Regions from separate parts of the Astyanax mexicanus genome. Here region 1 is linked to region 2. A link is a contact called in public Hi-C data. All regions are on one chromosome and are shown on one strand. Each heading gives the region's core, a stretch centred on a gene start, on an enhancer-like site or on the middle of the called end of the contact. The rest is flanking DNA. Distances are from core to core; before and after follow the strand shown. Region 1 overlaps LOC103030577 (a long non-coding RNA gene). Region 2 holds the start of LOC103030049 (sodium/potassium/calcium exchanger 1-like).

Evidence for each region. A called contact is a pair of places that touch in the nucleus more often than the background predicts.
Region 1: a Hi-C map of muscle shows a contact between it and region 2, with 17 times the contacts expected there. The contact joins the enhancer-like site here to the promoter of LOC103030049 in region 2. A contact is called at or near these places in 2 of 3 Hi-C or Micro-C datasets (both in muscle).

Annotation. Positions count from the first base shown.
Region 1 is chr18:3,749,022-3,752,972 of AstMex3_surface, reverse strand. The region is part of intron 2 of LOC103030577 (a long non-coding RNA gene); the gene reads left to right. Among protein-coding and RNA genes, the nearest start is that of LOC103030577, 36 kb to the left of the region's middle. Within about 2 kb of position 2,317, the one cell type or tissue checked has an H3K27ac peak away from gene starts, as active enhancers do.
Region 2 is chr18:3,645,930-3,649,753 of AstMex3_surface, reverse strand. LOC103030049 (sodium/potassium/calcium exchanger 1-like) reads right to left here and starts at 1,600. Exons shown (of 2, transcript XM_007231430.4): 1 at 881-1,600. The coding sequence starts at 1,159.

The DNA of each region.
Region 1 (3,951 bases), core at 1,068-3,567, 100 kb before region 2:
TTTCTTGAGCTAAATGTTGCCAAACCAGTTGTTTTTAAGTTGTGAAAAGATTTCTAAAATAAATATCCGTTAGATAAGACATCAGATTTTTCATGTGTAAGCACTAAAATGCTTTACTTTTTCTATTTTAATGGCTGATAGACGTTGTCTAAAACATTTTCTTTGCGCATTGTCTCCTTTGATTGAAAATGCCACAGATTTTTTTTTTTTTTAGCGTTCTGTTATCAGCAGAAACTATTATTTGTTGCATTATCCACAGTCTATTTCACACCGGAAATAGGCATTCGCTATGGGAGGAATTTCAAGAATTAAAATGACTTAAAATAACCCGGGCTTTTCCAAGTTTAGCACTTAGCAAGTGCCTTCTGCCGCATTTATTTGTGTCTTCATTTATCTTATCTTGTAGAAAGCAGAGCCTGGGGCAAAGACTCTGTATATCTATCGACTGCTGCCAAAACCCCCCCTCTTTCTTTCTTTTTCTTTTTTGCTCAACAGAAAGAGCATGTATTGTAAATCACATTAAGATTGCACAGTATTCCTAATGTAATAAAGATAAGCAGTCTAATCTAAGGAGAAATCTCCAGCACTCCAGTACTCTCTTCTGTGAACGAGACAGAATTGAGGAGGTAAGGGGAAAAAAAAGAAAAATGAAAACGAACAAATGATGCATTGATCGATTTACTTTAATTCAGCTTTTCTTTTCTCTTATTGATATTTATTATTTCAGCTTTATGGCTTGGAGCACTTACTGTTTTATAGTGATTCTGAAGAAGGTTGTGCAGTATATCGTTTTGGCATCGTCATTGCATCTAGTCAGCAATATTATTTATTTTACTCCAATTCTGGCCATTTTTAATATCATGACATGTCAAGTCATTGATTTCTGGTAACTTCTAGTGAAAATTCAAGTTTTTTTAAAGTATGCATCTCAAAGGAAAAAAAAAAATGTAGTTACATTATTGACTTACCGTACAATATATGGATATTATTTATAGGACAATGTATTGTCCAAACAAGTTCATGCAGCTCAGTTTTGAATCATGAAAGAAGTTCAACACAATAATATCATTATAACTTTTAAAACGCTAAAACAAATATTTATTGAGAGAATATATAATGGCGATATTCTGTCTTGAAAGCAGTTTAGTTTGTATGAGTTTTGTTATTTACTCTTTTTGTTATGAAACTTTAGGGATGCATTTATTATAATTGTTTGTTTGCTTGTAGTTTGCATGCATGCACTGTGTTCTGCACTTGAGTTTTTGGTAGTTTTTTTTGTTTCATTGCTTTATTTATTTCATTACATTAATATTATTATTTCATACAAGTTTAGTAAGTCTTGTAAGTTAGTGTTAACAATGTAGACTACAGGCTAGGGATGGTCGATATTGTAAAAAAAAATAATTATTGAAATTCAAATATATGAGTGATTTCTCGATTACAACTTTTAGTTCTTACATAACAAGCAAGCTTGTTAAAAGTAGTTTTTTCACAGGTTTCTGATAAAAGCAAATGTCTATCTACGGATATTTCCTCTGGCTATATTGATTATACGATAGCAGTTATCCTGATATTTGAAGTTGATTAAACAAATTAATTTGATTAACCTTCCAGCCATACTGCAGACTTTTCTACTGAATTGTATTTTTAAGTTATTATATTGCCAGGAATATTGTTTTGCCAAAAACTTTTTTAAGGCCATATCGCCATATATCCTATAAGCCGTTAGTTACTAGTCTTGTTTTAGATGCAGTGTTCCAGAGTGCTTTCTCTCCTCTAGGGGTGGGCGATATGTCGCTAAAATAATATCACAATAAATCATGGTATTTTCGCAGTAGCGATACTCTTGGCGATATGACAAAACACTGAATTAAAATATTTATTTTAAGAAGTCACTACTACGATGAAATGAAAATTACATTTTATTTCATATACAATATGATATGGCACACCTCTACCTGAGATAAAAAAAAACAAAAAAAAAAAAAAAAACAAGAATTTTATTTCAGATTTGTAACAGAAGTCAATGATCCCGAATGTCATGATTCTAATAATAATAATAATAAGCTCCAAATATCTCCATATATCCAGGAAATATATAAAGTAAAATAAATGATACTGGACAGATAGTCTCCAGTAGATGTATGCGTACTATACAATATGGCACACCCCTAGTCCTGTCCCACATGTTGTGGAGCTCATAACATAAAGAGAAAATAAACTGTCTCTGTAGAACTGAGCTATACTTAACAGTATAGAGCAAACATGTAGATTCCACTGAACACAAACAGCAGAGCCGCAGCAGAGCTGTAAATATGATCAGCCGGGCTGTGATGTACAGTACGTGTGTCTGCGTGTGGTGTGCGGCGGCATCGCGGGCGGGCCGAGCGGCCGGCGCTCCTACAGTGAGGCTGGGAGCTGATTTGTTTCCTTTCCTGTAAGCCCCTCGCGCGCCCCCTGCTCAGCCCCCCTTTCTCCGAGCAGTGTAAACACACAGCTCCAGAGGAATGTTGGACTCTCTGACCTCACGGCAAACACTCGGCTGCAGTTCACTCGGTTCAGCCTGGCCGCGCTGTGCTCCGAGTGAGAGTGAGGGTGAGACAGAGAGAGAGAGAGACAGACAGAGAGGGAAAGAGATAGAGGGAGAGAGAGAGAGAGCATCCAGCCCTGTAACATTGCTTTCTGCTGCTGCTGCCATTGTCACCACCATTGTGCTTCTCTCTGTTTCTCGTTCTCTTCATCCATCTTCAGTTCTTTTTACATAGCTTAAATCTCACCCTCATTTTACTCTTTCTTTCTTTCTTTCTTTCTTTACTCTATTTTCCCTTATTCTGTCCATCACCTCACTTATTCATCCGTTGTCCCTCTGCTTTTTCCTGTCATTTTCTCTATTTATTTGTCTCTTTTTATATTTGTTTTTAAGTTTCTCTCTAAATTTTGTCTTTTTTATATTCTCTCTTTATCTCAGACACTTTTTCATCTCCTCTCTGTTTTCTCTTCATCTCTATTTTAGCCTCTCTCTGCTTGCTCTCTTTCTGTCTTTTTCTATTTCGTCCTCTCACTGTTGGTTTATTCTCTTTTTTTTGTTCAATTTTATTTTTCAGTTGCTTTCTGTCTTTTCCCCTATTTGTTTCTTTATGTTGTTCTCCCTTTTTCTGGTTTTCTGGTTTCTTTTGCACTCTGTCTCTTTTTCCATCTCTTTCTGTATTTTGTCCTCTCTGCTTTCTCTTGTTTTTCTTACTTTCTCTCTCTATTTATATAATTATTTTTCTGTTTCTTTTCTTTGTTTATCTGTTTTTTTCTGTCTCTTTGTGTCTGTTCTATCTGCTTTCTTGCTATTGTTTTCTTTTTCTTACATTGTCTCTTTCTTTTTTCACTCTGTCTGACTTTGTTTTTCTATTTTTCTCTCTTACCTTTATCTTTCACTCAAACGTGTTTCACTCTTACTCTGTTTTACTGCACTTTACAGGTTCTTTCTTTCTTTCTTTTTCTTTCTTTCTTTCTTTTTCTTTCTTTCTTTCTTTCTTTCTTTCTTTCTTTCTTTCTTTCTTTCTTTCTTTCTTTCTTTCTCTCTCTCTACTTTTTCACTTACTATCCTTTTTCAAACCATGTAAAGGGTTTTTCATTCACCAATTGAGTTCTTTCTTTTGTTTAGAAAAAAAAATAGGTTGGTGATTAAAAAATAGTTTTAAATTAAACAACATATAAAGTCTCCAAATGAAGTAGTAAGTGCATAAGGCATGTCTTGTTTCATTACTTTGATTCCTATTGCTGGACATGCTGGATGCTCTCAAAAGGTTTATTCGTATAACTTCACTGGGTGGAAACTCTGCTTACCTCTATCTTTCTTTCCCTGTTTCTCTCTGCTCAGACTCTCTCAATCTCTCCTTACCACCTCATTCGTTCTCATCTCATCCTGCTTTCTTTCTTTGTCCCTCTTTCTTTTTTCCT
Region 2 (3,824 bases), core at 351-2,850:
CTGCCACTCAACATGGATTTATAAAGGCAGAGAAAGAAGGACCAGGGGGTGTCATGCTTTTTTTTCCCTACACTGAACTACACTCCCACCCACCCCACCAACCCCCCGTTTTCAATTTTGCTTGGTGAGAGATCGAATGAGAGGAAAAGTGTGTGTGCGGCAGGAAAGAGGGAGTGCGAGAGAAAGAGTGCGCGCAGGACGGAGCGAGAGAGAGAGAGAGAGAGAGAGCGGGAGAGAGAGGGAGGGAGAAATGTAAGACAGATACGGAGAGTGAAAGAGAAGAAGGGGGTGTGGAGCGCGAGAGAGAGAGCGGCGGCGAAAGGAGCCAGCACAATGCACCGATGGCTCTTTCCAGTTGTACGTCCTTTTTTTTTTTCTCCGCGATTTTCTTGTCAGGGGGATTTTTGCGCGATTTCCTGCCAGAGCTTGTTTTTTTTTTTTTTTTTTGCGCGCGAGTGCTGCTGCTTTTACTTCTTTATCTCTATGCTTATTTCTTCTGGAGACTGGAGCCAAAGCTGAAGCCGAACCAGGGATATGTGCGTGCGTGTATATATATATATATATATATATGCATGCATGGAGCGTCTGTAGCTTACCAGCGCTGGATGAGAGCAGCAGCAAGGTGAAGTGAATGAGTGAGTAAGTCAGTGAGTGTGTGTGTGTGTGTGTGTGTGTGTGTGTGTGTGTGTGTGTGTGTGTGTGTGTGTGTGTGTGTTTCTGTCACGCTGAACCCCTCCACCCAACCCCCCCCCCCCTCTTCTGAGATCTAGTAGACTGGTATGATTTGCTGGTGTTGTGGCCCGGGCTGCTGGCTGCCAGTTGCACTTCCTCTCAGCTCTTCCTCCCTGCCAGTCCTACAGGCTTTTCCCCCCATGCCTACCTGCATGCTCTCGACACCACCGCAGCCGCCGCCATAATCATCATCATCTTCCTCATTATCTTCTTCTTCTTTTTTTGCTGCTTCTTCTTCTTCTTCTTCATCATCATCACCATCACCGCCACCGTCGTCATCCTCCTCGTTTCGCCCTCCCACCCCCTTTCGTCTGGCTGAACGTGAAAAGTCTGCCCTCTGGTGTGCCTGCGCTTCATCCCTCTGCACATGGACCCACGCGTCTCCAGCTTCAACCTGCGCTCTCGGCCGCTCCTCTTTTCCCGCCATCCCCCAGCTTCCGTCTGTCCATCCCGTCCAGTCTGCGCCGCTTGGTTTTTGGTTATTGTTTTTTTTTTTTGTTTGTTTTTTATCGTTTTTGCTTTGTCAGTGCTCTCGCTCCTGACAAAAAGTTGAAATCGGAGATTTTCTCTCATTCTCTCGTTCTCTCGTTCTCTGTTTCGTTCTCCTCCTGTCTCTCTCTCACGCTCTCTCGCTCTGCCTTTCTTTTGTCCAGCAGGGCTGCGGACGAAGGGCGCTCGGCTGCGGCGCCGCCGCAAACCAAACCCGGGTGAGTTCTTTTTAAACCATTTTCTCCTTCCTTCCTCCTTTCCTCTTTTCCTTCCTTCCTTCCTTCTCTTGCTCTCTCTCCTTCTCTCTCTCTCTTTTTCTCTCTCTCCCTCTCGAGCAGACTCCCTGTACCTCTCTCTCTCTCTCTCTCTCTCTCGCACTCTCTCTCCCTCTCCCACCCACAGCTGCAGCATCTGTTAGTGTTTTGATTACCTTTGTCTCCACAACTGCTCTTGCTCTGGCTTCGTTCGGGTCATTCTCGATAGATAGCAGCGTTGTACAGTGCCGAAGCTTGGTTTTATGTTTTAATCTGCTTAACTAATCACGTATGCTATGGAAATAATGTGTTATATATATATATATATTAATTTAAATGCATCTTTATTTATTATACACGTGGTTAATAAAGCTTTCGACTGTCGTGTTGTACATCCAGAGCAGTTAATGCCGTAGCAGTGAAGAGAGAAAGCAGCTGACTGAGAGTCTGAGAGCTATTACGATGACTATGAGTGCATGAATGGCTGTGAGAGAGGAGCTTATTGAAAGAAGGCTAAGTTTACCTGGGAGCCAGGGGGCATTTTTCAAAGTGCAGCATTGTTCGGCCTGTAAGATGGGGCGGGAGAGTGGCAGCAGGGGCCGGGAAGGGGAGGCGGGGAGGGTTCTGGAGAGAGAGTGAGAGAGTAGGAGAGAGGAAAAGAGAGAGAGAAAGAGAGAAAGAGTTGGGGGGGAGGGGGGGGATGTCAGTGTTGTGTCTGGCTGAAGGTTGCACTTGTTGTCTGTCACAGACAAAAAGACAAAAACATATACGGAGCCTTTTTAATTTTATTTTTTACTACAGGTGTTTAATTTCCACAGAAATTTCGCTGTACATCCCGGCCAGTCAGTTTTTTTTTTTTTTTTTTTCCCAGTGTGTTTTTTTATTATTATCATTATTATTATTCTGATGTCATTGCAGGTGCATTGCATTGCTGTGTGTCCATGTCCATTTTTTTTAAAGCAAAGGCAGACATTGAAACAAAAAGAAAAAACAGACAAACAAACAAAAACAATCAAATTGTGCCTCTCGCAATCCCTGAGACCCTAACTTGTGACGTTTTGCTGTTCTGTGCACGGGTTAGGCTCTTGGGAGCTGGGAGGGGTGCTCCATCATCCTATCAGTGTTGTCCTAGTTGAATACACGCAAAAACGCAAAAAAAAACGAAAAAAAAGAAAGAGAAAGAGGAAATGATTTGTTTTTAAAACACACACACAAAAAACACCGATATAACTGTGAATGAATGCTAATGGCTAGCCAGCGTGATGAAGAGACTGGTATGAATGTGGGTATCTGTAAAGTAGAAGAAGAAGGAGGAGGAGGATGGGGGGATTGATGGAATGCCAGCATCAGGGTCATGTGACGCACTGGTGGGTCGAATCAGCTGAGGTTTCATTGTGTGAGAAGCTATGAGCAGAAGATTCCTTTCCATCAGTATGAAAGAGCAAGAGAGCATTGGACCCACCCACCCCACCCCAGGCCCAAGGTCCCTCTGTTTCTGAGGGCTTACTGTACGAAAAAGCCTTTGGCCTACCGGTTTGAGAGCAGCACAAAGTACTGGTGAGAGCGTGACTCATTAAAGGCTCGGTACACTTGTGTTTGACCTCATCCTAACACTCTGCTGAAGACGTGAACCCTCTCCCTCTCCCTCTCTTCAGCCTTGCTGAGTCAGTGTGTGTACGGTTCAGTGTTTGAGTGTGTGTGTGTGTGTGTGTGTGTGTGTTCCTGCCTGTTCTACTTTCCTCACTTCAGCACTCCAGGCAGGGCTTCACGGCATGGCTTTAGCATGTAGCACGGCTGTGTGGTTTGTCATGAGTCTGTGCTGACCGGTCTCTTTCTTTTTTGGGTTGTGACAAATCTGACACAGTGCTGAGATGCTTTCAGACAGCTCAACTCAAGTGAACTTGGGTTTAGGCAGACAGAATCATGATGTGGTTCAGGAGTGTGTATTATATAGAAGTTATGCTTTTATTTTTAGAGGAATTACCTTTGGTTTATCATCAGTATGGCTACAACACTGAACAACCTACTCAACATATCTTTAGAACGACAAAGCTAGAGTTTTACTTTTGGCTGAAATTTGTACAATATTCTGTATTTTTGTGCTGATGCTTATGCTTATACAAATTTTATGGAATCTATAAGTTATAGTTTACAGAAATACCATGTTTTCTGTGTTATGTTAAACACAGAAATAGTGTTTTTGCATTTAAACATGAACTTAAACATTAACTTAAAGCATCACTTAAAGCATCACTTAAACATTGGTTGATGTCCTAATATTGATTTCTATATACATATACATAGTATACCCACTATAATCACTTTTATCTTCATTGTAACAAATAGTTT